Regions from separate parts of the Columba livia genome. Here region 2 is linked to region 1. The links are chromatin contacts, called in public Hi-C maps. All regions are on one chromosome and are shown on one strand. The core of a region is the stretch at or near the end of the contact, and the rest is flanking DNA. Distances in the headings are between cores, read along the strand shown. Region 1 holds the start of VIPR2 (vasoactive intestinal peptide receptor 2). Region 2 overlaps ZMYND11 (zinc finger MYND-type containing 11).

Region 1 (2,885 bases), core at 197-2,696:
CATCAAGAACCCCAAAATGGATTTTGAGGGCACTCACCACTTTTCAGGGCTGGTGCTCATCCCCCTGCTTTACCAGGGTCAGGTTATCCTTTGTAACCACCGAATACAGAACCGTGTGCTGTGTTGCACATTTTAAAGGTACACAGCTGGCAATCCAGCTGAGGACTCTTGTGTTTTTAGTGACTTAACAATTTTTAAGGCATCCAGAACAGCAGTTTGACTGGAAATACACTTCTGACAAGCAGCTTATGTTTACCCTCAGCATTGTTTCCCGACTTACGGCAAACATCATCCAGTATTTTAGATTTATGGTAACAAAATACGGAAAAATTTAGAGGGCGGGTTTTGTGTTTTTTTTTTTTTTTTCATAAATAACGTTTCTAACGACATTATAGATTCTGACAAACAACTGAAGAAATGCTTAAAAATATAAAGATGTTAAAAGCAGATGCCCTAAATTTGAAGTCTTTAATAGTCTGAATGCTTTGTACATTGTTACCTGGTTGCACGTGTTAACGACAAATTAAACACTCGGGGTTTTAATCACCATATTATGATTGCTAACGACCCTCCAGACGGTACCAGGACAGCGCTCTGTGAAAACTCTTAGCAAACTAGTGGCCACCGGTTGCCGGGAAAAACAGCGGGGAACAAGTGACTCGGCGACAAACGGTGCCAGCCCCGCTCTGCCGCGAACGGGGACCGGGAATGACGACCGGCATGGGGACCGGGCCCGGTCCGCGCTGCCCTGCCGGGGCGGAGCCTTCCCGGCCCCCGAGGAGTGCCCGGGGCTGCAGGGCAGCGCCCCGCCACCTGCGCCTCCGACCGGCCCGCCGCTGCCTGAGCGGCCCCGGAGAGCGCCGATGGGCAGGGAATTCCACCGGGGGCAGAAGCCCCCTCCCTGCGACATCCCCGCTTACCGGGGACACCCGATGAGCGCGACCGGCGGGACTCACTCGCTCCCGAAGTGCGGCGGGGCCGAAGTCTCCGCACCTGCTGCGGCTGAGCCCTGCGCTTCGGGGAGAGGGGAAGCTGTAAGGGAACCGCCAGCCCGCCGGGTACCGCACAGGCACCGCCGCAGGGGTCACCCCGTCCGCGATCTGGAGGGGCGAGTTTTACCGTTCCGCCGCGGGTGAGCGCGGGGTGACTTACCCGCCCCAAGCTCCAGCAGACGGAGAGGAGGAGGATCGGCAGGTTCTTCATGCCAGCCGAGAGCCGGCGGGCTCCGCTGCCCCGCGCCGCTCCGCGGGCGCCTTCCGAAGGCGGCGAGCAGGAGCCGGGTCCCGCCGCGGCACCATTCGGCCCGGGGGCCGCTGCCGGGGCGCCGAGCCGAGCTGAGCCCCCCGCCCCGCGGGCGGCCGCCGCCCTGCGGCTGTAGGCGGCTCCCGCACCTGCCCCCGGCCGCCTCCCGCTCCGGCGGCCGTCAGCTCCCTGCCCGCCGCCTCTCTGCGCTCAGCTCCTCCTCTAGCCCCCGGCTCCTTTCTCTCCCGCTTCTCCTCAGCCCCTCTCCTCCGCTTCCTTTTCTCCTCCTCCCTCTCCCTGCCGCGGTTGGTCCCTCCATAAGAGGTGCGAGACGTTCCCCTCAGCTGGGACGCCTCTTGGCCATCCTCAGGTGCTTCTCCGTCATCCCGGGCTGGTGCCGGGTTTTGGGAAGGGTTTACCCCGCTCGGCCCGTCCCCAGGTGCTGGATAAGTCCCCTCTTCTCCTGCACACACATTCAGAGAGGCCTGGGTGCCCGGACTGATGCCGGGATGCTTTTTGCCCGTGAAACCATTAAGATAATCGAGCACGTTTTTCCCCCAAGCTAGACACAGACAGAAACTCCCTCACAGATGTAAGTGAAGTGATCCCTAGCAGGGTCAGCCTTCTCCCTGGGCAGATCAGCAAATGTATTACAAAAGTTTTCTTCCCTCCAAGCTGTTTTTTTTTTTGAGGTCTCAGTACAGGATGAACAGTTTAAGGCAACCCTATATTATTGCCTGGCAGTTTACCAGGCATAGATCTTGGGGTTTCCCTCACAAGGCATATAAAATATATAATTGACATTTATGTTAGCCCATGCCTTTTGTTGTAGAAAAAACAGAGATTATATACTGGCTTTTAGCTGAGGATGAGAATAAATTAGAATTGTCTTTCCACTGTCCTATATGTGCTGTAATTTAAGTAGTATGTGTTAAAAGGAACTGAGTGGGCAACATAGGACTCCTAAATAGCCTTATGCCAGCCAAAATAATCAGCTATAAGCAAAGAAGTACACTTCCACAAAAAAAAAAGCTGAAGAGAATTTTCATTTTCTGGATGGATTTGGAAAAAAACATATATTGAGAAGAAAGACTTGATTATAACCTCTGTGGTATCATCAAAAAGAAATACCACAAACCATAATGGGCAGTGTTAAAACCTACATACTGAGACCAGAGGGAAACATTAATGGAGAGAGAAAAACTTCCTGTAGGATGGGATACGATTGAAAATATTTTCAGTGTAACAGAAAACAGTATCCTTTTGGATTTACTTTGATTTGTATGTGATAGGTGGACCGAAATGCCAAATTGCACCTACTTCTGAAACAGCTGGGTTGTGGAAGAACCTGGTTGTGCCTCTAATTCTGGGATTCCCAGAGTCCAACCAGACTCTCAGGTCAAACTTCTTGGAAATGGAGAACTGCACAGTGCAACCCCCCTGACTCCTGAGACTGATGTCCAAGGCTCGTCTTCTGGGTCCTGGTTATTGACACAAGCAATCTGAGGGTGCTCTTAGCAATTTCTCGAGAGCTATAGGTTTTTCCAGAATAACAATCTCAAAAACATTTCTCTAATCTTCTGTTTTACACAAATCTGATGTTGCAAGGCTTTGGAAATATCTGTTTTCTCTCTCATTAGAAG
Region 2 (3,007 bases), core at 308-2,807, 230 kb after region 1:
AAATGCCTTTCTTTATTGCTTTATTCTAATTAGACACTTTTTTCATGAGAGGTTTTGACAAAGTATTATGCATACAAGTGGAAATAAAACCAGTAATTCTTCTGTAGCTGAAGTCCTCAGCCCAGATATAATTCAAAGCAACCAATACAGTTGTTGTGATGTGTTAGTGTTACTAATTTCTCAGGAAATAGTTTCCCTAAAAAATTGTGTGATATGTGATGCAAAGTTACCTTTTAAAATAACGTGATGCAGAGAAAATTTTTATTGGATGAATTTTCAAGTCGAGTTTAAAATAATAATATGATCCTGTTTTTCTTTGGCAGAGTATCAAGAAGAAAAACACAAGTAAACAAGAGATGAGCACATACCTGCGATTCATAGTGTCTCGTATGAAGGAGCGGGTGAGTCTGAAATGGGGCAGTTTATCCAAGTGTTGGGTTGCACTGCAGAGGATGGAGGGGGGAGGAGGGCGGCATTTTATTTCCGCTGTCATGAGCGGTATGTGTATTTGAACATACGCTTAACCATGTCTCATTGCTCGAATTAGTACCATTCTGGCAGCAGCAGTTTATGCCATGGGCCTGTGGCTCCTCTGAAATGGACATTTTTCAGGTTTGAGACACGTGTAATCTGTCTGATTGTGGATCTACACTTTGGCCTTGTGTATTTCCCATCTGAAATATTCCAAACTATTTCATTTTTTGAATCTTTGTTGTGTTTTAAGCAGAGTCTAAATGCAATAACTTACACAGTCTCATGGTCCTTTCAGGCTATAGATCTAAACAAGAAAGGGAAGGACAACAAACACCCAATGTATAGAAGGCTGGTGCACTCAGCAGTTGATGTTCCTACTATACAGGAGGTAGAGTGACTTGCTTTCTAAATTCCATACTGTTTATGGTGTCTTTTAACAGTGAAGATAAACCTTAAGCACTAATCCTGTTTAATTCTCCATATGATCAGTAGTTCAGTATTGTGTCCAGTGTTGGAAATGGGAGCTTAAAAGTCAAACTCTTCCTCATAAATGGGTAACCAAATGAAACCATTCTGAGTGGTGCCTAGTTTTCAGACACAATATCCTCAATTCCTTTTGTATAAAGGTTTTAGTGGGAGCTGTAGGTAGCTGAAATCCTCAGAGAAAGTACCCTTTAATCTAAGTCATTGAATGTGGACTTGAGGGCCCATGTGTGCATATCTGGCCCAGTGTTTTTGATCATATTCCAATTTGAGTCATTAAGGCTTTGTGTAGGCGGCAACTTGATAAACATCTAAATGATTCATAAAGAACCAATTGTTCTGTTGATCATGAAAAAACAGACTCACTTAAAACATCTGTTTTGCATTAATTGTTCCAAAAATAAAGTACTAGTAAATATGTTGTCCTTTTTTCCTGAACCAAAGTCTGACCATGACTCATGTAAATCAACTGCACATGACCTAAATGAACAGCATATTAATCTGTATTCATTGCTGCAACTGGATTGCTGTGCAATGCTGTAATATACATTGCCCTTTACAGCCATAGGTGTGAAAAGCCTTTGTTTTATTGTTGTTACTGAAACAGATGGATAAACAAGAGCTTCACTGGCAGTTTTGGAGACCAGCACTACTGGCTGGCTTGAAGTACTGATAACAATGGTTGAGCCTGAAAATAGGTCAGGCCTTCCTTTCACTCTGTCACCTTCACCAGCTTCCACAGAAGGTCTTTTGGCCTTGATAACATCCCAGTAGCTTCATGATTTGTTTGATGATTGGAGTTCTCATAGGTGTTCTTGACAGAGCTGAGCTGAAAATGCCACATTCTTTATCAGACAAAAGACCATAGTAGGTATTAATTAAATGAGCTGTGTGGCTCCGTGTAGGCATTTGTTAGGAGTTTCAAAGACTTAAGACAATCAGCCTTCATCAGGAAACACGCACTGTCAAGTGAAGATCCTGGAAGTGTAAAGGCAGTCAACATTCATTTGGAACTAGCTGGTGTTTTAAGGTACAAAATTTTCACCTCAGGGAGTGCATTTTAATTTCAACAAGTGTTCTGGGCCACACCTTATGATGCAGCTACCCCAGATTTATGGTGTTATAACCAAGAGATTTTTCTTTTCAAACGTAGTCGAGTATTAAAGCACCTGTTTTACTTCTGGGCATTGCATAAAGGGACCAATGCAGCCAGTGTTCAGGTACTAACAAACCGTGTCAGAGTTGTAAGTATTCCTTCTGTATGCAGGGAAGGCAGCATTGGTCTGTGTTGCATAATGCACATTTCTGTGGCAGCTGCTCTGCATAGCACAGCTACAGCACTTTTAGCAGTTTTTTCACAGTCCTGTGTTTTCTTTTGTGTAGAAAGTAAATGAAGGAAAGTACAGGAGTTATGAGGAGTTCAAAGCAGATGCTCAGCTGCTCCTACACAACACAGTGATTTTCTATGGAGGTAAAGTACTACGTTTACTGCTTGCTTTATTTGGTTTATCTTTACCTGTAGGAGACTCACTGCTTCAGGATTGAATGTGGTATTAGATAATCTTAAATGTGGATGAGGTCATTTGAGAGCCCTTAAAAATCAAAGTAAGCTGTGAGAGGACTTTGCAGGGTCTTTTCTGGACCACCTACTACGTAACCATTTTCATATTCTCTGACTGAACCTGTTAATGGGATTTGGTACCTTTGCTATCCTGTTTTTTCTGCACCCTAAGTCATAAGTCAGATATACTGCAGATTTCTGCCAGTATACATGTGATGTTCTAGGGTGGAAAGAGGTCTGATCTCTGATGTGCTTTGTCAGCAGAAATATACGTATTATAGACACATATTTTTCACTCGTGGGCTGTATCAGCCATATTGTGACAGCAAGTCCAGCTACATCCACACTAGGAGTGTCCTGGTGGTGCAGTGTGTGGAGGTACAGACATCAGACAAGCTGCCAGCCACTGGGGAAGTAAAAAGTGAGTGTTTGATATGGCGGGACAGTCTGATTGGAAATGGAAAAACACCACCACCATGTCCAGAAGCC

What was found. A called contact is a pair of places that touch in the nucleus more often than the background predicts.
Region 2: a Hi-C map of crop shows a contact between it and region 1, with 4 times the contacts expected there. The contact joins the enhancer-like site here to the promoter of VIPR2 in region 1. A contact is called at or near these places in 2 of 2 Hi-C or Micro-C datasets (crop and liver).

What each region holds. Positions count from the first base shown.
Region 1 is chr2:11,407,614-11,410,498 of bColLiv1.pat.W.v2, forward strand. VIPR2 (vasoactive intestinal peptide receptor 2) reads right to left here and starts at 1,447. Exons shown (of 13, transcript XM_065050482.1): 1 at 1,153-1,447. The coding sequence starts at 1,203.
Region 2 is chr2:11,635,599-11,638,605 of bColLiv1.pat.W.v2, forward strand. It overlaps ZMYND11 (zinc finger MYND-type containing 11), which reads left to right. Exons shown (of 15, transcript XM_005498561.3): 5 at 324-401; 6 at 770-862; 7 at 2,341-2,428. Among named protein-coding and RNA genes, the nearest start is that of ZMYND11, 90 kb to the left of the region's middle. Within about 2 kb of position 1,558, at least 1 of the 3 cell types and tissues checked has an H3K27ac peak away from gene starts, as active enhancers do.